2 separate regions of the Arachis hypogaea genome follow, and region 1 is linked to region 2. The links are chromatin contacts, called in public Hi-C maps. All regions are on one chromosome and are shown on one strand. Each heading gives the region's core, a stretch centred on a gene start, on an enhancer-like site or on the middle of the called end of the contact. The rest is flanking DNA. Distances are from core to core; before and after follow the strand shown. Region 1 holds the start of LOC112765135 (poly(ADP-ribose) glycohydrolase 1). Region 2 has its middle 23 kb from the start of LOC112765522.

Evidence for each region. A called contact is a pair of places that touch in the nucleus more often than the background predicts.
Region 1: a Hi-C map of leaf shows a contact between it and region 2, with 4 times the contacts expected there. The contact joins the promoter of LOC112765135 here to the enhancer-like site in region 2. A contact is called at or near these places in 3 of 8 Hi-C or Micro-C datasets (leaf and an unstated tissue).

Annotation. Positions count from the first base shown.
Region 1 is chr17:21,453,201-21,455,900 of arahy.Tifrunner.gnm2.J5K5, reverse strand. It overlaps LOC112765135 (poly(ADP-ribose) glycohydrolase 1), which reads right to left and starts at 1,423. Exons shown (of 12, transcript XM_025811001.3): 1 at 1,095-1,423; 2 at 784-978; 3 at 529-632; 4 at 1-83. The coding sequence starts at 1,412.
Region 2 is chr17:21,320,641-21,323,340 of arahy.Tifrunner.gnm2.J5K5, reverse strand. No RefSeq gene overlaps it. Among protein-coding and RNA genes, the nearest start is that of LOC112765522, 23 kb to the right of the region's middle. Within about 2 kb of position 1,385, at least 3 of the 3 cell types and tissues checked have open chromatin away from gene starts, as enhancers often do.

The DNA.
Region 1 (2,700 bases), core at 174-2,673, 130 kb before region 2:
TATCAGAACTTATCCTTTGAAAATAGTGAATGATGCATCGAATCTTACTTTCCTGCTTTTGACTGTAATCTTCATATAGACTCCTGAAAATGAAGAAAGCATAATTGATCTGTTCTATCCAAAATTTACATCAATTTTACTAATACATTCAGAAATTTTTGCAACCAGACATAATTTTATAATAGATAAATATTAGAACAAAATGAACCTAGAGCAATATCAATACCCTCTCTTCCTATTTTTCACACCCATTCAGTCACCATTTCACACAGAAAACAACATGACATTGGCTGCATCATCTTGATACCAATAGGGCAGCCCGGTGCACAAGCCTCCCGCCTTAACGCAGGGTATGATGTACACAGCCTAACCTAAAATTACATCTGTGGCTGTTTCCACGGCTTGAACCCGTGACCTTGAGGTCACACGAAGACGGAGACAACTCAGCTGTTGCTCCAACAGTGCAAGAAAAACAAAAGACTAAAACAGCAAATTAACAAAGAGAGAGAAAAGCTATAGATTCCATACGCAAACAATTGATCGAAATTGATTATTTGAAGCTGTTTCATGTATCTGTCATGGTCCGGGAATAGGCAAAAAAGCGAACACCCAAGAAGAGCAGCAATCAACTCCTAAAAAGCAAAGAATTGATAAGGTTGACTATAATAACCATAGTCATCAGCAGTGGCAGCCATTAAGCAAGTTATATTATTGAGTACACAACATACAATACAGCAAGTAACCGTAATTTAAAATCATATAAACTCAGCAAAAGAAGCAAACCCGGGAAAGGATCACAATCCCTGCTTCCTGTGAATCCAACATGCGAAGACCGGTTCCAATCATAGCTCCCACATTTAAAACCTTATCAGCATTTTCATAGTGTGCTTCCAACAAAGATGGCAACCTCAAAAGCAAGCTCCCCAATGCTGGAACAACCTCCTCAAACCACTTCCTTGATTCCTCCCTAGTCATCAGCTGAAACAAAGCAACACCATATAACCCCAAAATCCCAACTTTAGAAGAACCCACAATTCAAAATTGAAAATTGAGTGGGAAAACCCAAAATGGCACCTGTGTGAGTGTGTAATTACCTCGTCGAAGAAGAGGGAGTATCCAAGAGAAGTGGAAGGAGCCAAGGAGTTGGAAGAGAGAGAAAGAGAGTTTCTGATGTCTTCAATGGCGGTGAAGAGGATGTGGCCTGAGTCAACGTGGCTGTGAAGAGGTCCTCTGGCGAGTTCTTTGAGCGCTTCAACCACTTGCGACGGCCAAAACAGTGTGGAAGAACGCATCACCACCGGTAGGTACGGCAGAATCGATCTCAGGTCTTCCCTCTTCTCCATTTTTCTCTTTTTCTTGTTACGCCGTTTCACTAACAAGGAGCGAATACTCTTCAAATCAACCGCAACCATGTGTGCCCAACAATATTTGATACTCTCTTGTTTTTCTTTTCTATTTTTTTTTCTTTTTTACTTTTTACTTTTCTTTTTACTAAGGTTGCGAGAACTGAACCAGTCATTGAACCGGTCAAATAACTGATTCAATGATTTAATGATTCAACCGTGGTTGAATCGTGGTCGAATCAGTTTTGTTAAATATAAAATAAAATTATTAAGATACAATATAAATCTTTTAAAATTTAAATTCAATCATTCATGGCATAAAATTCTATATCCACATTCAATCAATAATCACCAACAATAATTAATAATAATGTCAATAATTACTTAATTAAACAAAACTCACTCAATTGATGCCAAATTACTAATTAGAAATATCTATGAACCAATCTCCGCAATATATTAGACTTTTCTTCTTTGAGGTTGTATCAATTTTTATTGCTGAGATTGGTTCATAGATATTTCTAATTAGTAATTTGGCATCAATTGAGTGAGTTTTGTCTAATTAAGTAATTATTGACATTATTATTAATTATTATTGGTGATTATTGATTGAATGTGGATATAGAATTTTATGCCATGAATGATTGAATTTAAATTTTAAAAGATTTATATTGTATCTTTAATAATTTTATTTTATATTTAACAAAATCGATTCGACCATAGTTCGACCACGGTTGAACCATTGATCCATTGAACTAGTTACTTGACCAGTTCAATGATCAGTTCGGTTCTCGCAACCTTGGTCATAATTTACATATATAGTTAAATAAGATTCATCTCTGAAATTTAAATAAAAGTAATTTGGTTTTCAATTTCATGATTACAAAAATGGTTAATTAGTATTCAATTCTATTATGATTTGTGAACTAAGAAAGAAACAAAATATGGGCAAAAGAGATATTTAAACCATAGATTTAAAAGGGTTGAAACTTACCGTTCAATGAATGTTATCTGAATATTTTGATACATTTAAACGGAACACTTATTGATCAATTAGCCTATACACTTATCAAATACATCTTTGAAGATAGGACTGCACCCAACAACAAAAACTGTAAACAACAACAAACACACTAAATCACTTGGTCAAACAAAAATAAAAGCCTTCTCCAAATCATCATAAAGTTCCCACAACCCTATCATGTATAAATCTAAAAAAAAAGAGCTATAAAATCAAATTTTCAAATTGAACAACGGAAACGTGTATGAGTTTCCTTTAGTCAAACTTTTCAATAATAATTTTAGAATTACACAAAGATAGAACAAAGCATGGAATGCTTATTAAAGCAAAGCATTA
Region 2 (2,700 bases), core at 136-2,635:
AAGTTCAGGATTGGGATAGATTCTGAACTTGTCCCATATAGGAAGGGTAGTTCCTAGGGAGAATTGGTGTCTGTAATCAAGATGATTATAGTGAAATTCCACCATTGTTGTGTTGGAGACTGGATGTAGGCTGCACTGCACTTAGCAGCTGAACCAGGATACTTATGGGTGTGATTTTCTCTCTCTACTCTACTCAAATTCTAATTCTGTTCGAAGGAGACAAAATTGAAAAATATCTCCTCATTGGTTACGATAAAAAAAAAAGTCTCTTGACTAGTGACGAGACAAAAAGCATAAATATCTCCTTAAGTATTTTAAAAAGGGCAGCAAGATTCACTAAGTAAAAATGGGCTAAGATTCAAACCTCCTTCTCTTAGCCACTGATAACCATCAATTAGTAATAATATCTTTTTTAGATTTTTTTAATATTATTACTTACCTTTTAGATATTAGAAATTATTAATATTTAGAGTAAAGAACAAATAGGTTCCTGACTTTTTTTCCGCGGACATTTTCGTCCTCAAGGAACGAAAAATACATTCATGTCCCTGACCCCTGTAAAACATAGACATTTTAGTCTTTTCGTTGAATTCAGGCCGTTGGACCCGACGAAAAACTATGACCTGGCAATGGTGGCACTGACCCATCCGTTATGGAGTCCACATGGCAGTGAGCTTTTGGAAACTGGATATATAAGTCCCCAGACACGAAAACGACGCCGTTTTGTTACCTCTCCCAATCTTTCAAATTTTTCTGTCCCAATCTTAGAAAATACACTAAAATTTATTTTTTATTCATAGAAATATATTCAGACCAGAAAAAGATTCAGTTTTAAGCAGAAAAAAAAAACGAATTTTTTAACATGTTACATCATCATTTGTATTGATTTAGAAATCATAGAGACTCATATTTGTCTATGTTTTTACTATTTAAGATTCTTTTGAATACTTTCAGTTTATAGTTTAACATAGAATATATCTAATCATTTTTTAATATTTAGATCTAATTTATTTCTGTTATCTGTAAGTGTCGTATGACTTTTTTCTGTGAATGAAAATTTTTTTTTCTGTAAAAAAAAAAAACTAGTAATAGATGACCAATCTTTTCATATTCTACTTGAAAAATATTCTTTTTGTATAAAGCCTTTTCATTTTGTTTTTGGAGGAGGGGTGTTTATTCTAGTTTTCAAAAGCATTTGGACCTATAACTTGTGCATATTCTGGTGGGATCTGTTCAACAACATTGTGGACTATAGTTAATTTAGTAATTGGGCTAATTTACTTGAATATTTTTTGTACTTGCTCGAATTTTCTAGTTAAAGCCGGCTTAAAGCCCATGTGGATTAAAAACAAAAAGGCAATCTGGAAAAAGATACCAAAAAATGACTCGTGTTTTTTAATACTATATCAAAACAATCTATGTAACAGAACAAAAATAATTAACTGAATATTAAGGGCAAATTGAACACGGTATATAGCTTATTTTTTAATAAACATGCCCAAATAACTTCACATCTTTTTTAATTAAATGAATAAACACTTTAAAACAAGTCCTCCAAAAAATATTGAAATCCAACTAACAGATTTATGTCTTTGATGATACACATAACATTCTAACATCAAATTAGTTTTAGAAAGATGAATCATTTTTTAAATTTATTTTTGAAAAATTTTATTAATCACATTAATCATTTAAGAATTATAAATTAATCATATTTGTCATTCCATTACTCTCTTAACATTTTTCGTTAATAATTTATGATGTAAAACATTGACTGATAACATACATGATATCTGACATATCTAATTAGATACTGACCAGATGTATTTATAAAAACTTATCAATCATTTCTCTAATTACATAAACTTTAATTTCAATATAATCTAGGAACTAAATTGATAGATTTTTATAAATATATTTGATTAGTATCTAATTAGATATACTAGGTGTCTTGTATACTGTTAGTTGACATTTTACATTATCAATTATTGATAAAAATTATTAATGGAATGATACAAAGATAAATGTGATTAATTTATAATTTTTAAAAGATCAATTTGATTAATAATTTTTTTTAAAAAAAATTTAAAAATAATACATCTTTCCAAATTTAATTTGACCATTATTTAACCCTTCTAAGTTCTAACAACTTGTTGGTAAATGATACAACCTAAAAGTTTCAATGGAAGCAAAGCTACTACACTGGATTTTACATTCCTAGATAAGATTTCTTCAATCACTTGGTCAATATAGAGATAATATTGTGCTCCTCCATAATTGTATTCTAATATCTTATATGAAAAACAGAAATAATAAGGTAGTGTTTGATTGAGAGACATAAATTGAAAGATATATATTAAATAAGTTTTAGTATTGTGTTTAAAGTGAGAGAAAAAGATTGAATCTCTAATTTAATTTGTCCAAAAAATAAAGTTAAAATTAATTAATTAAAATAAAAGTATTTTATGTATTAAATATTTAAATATGATTAAAATTTAGTTTTCGTTTCTAAAAATTCCAGTACCAGTTACTAAGCCAACAAACATGATACTAAATCCTAGTCTTCCAGTCTGCACATGTCAGTACCTCAAAACAAACTCTACCTAATAAAATCTTATCCCACTAAATAAGTCAGTCGGTCAACTACATAAATCAAAGAATTTCATTATATCCTATTATATACTATACTTACAGTGAATC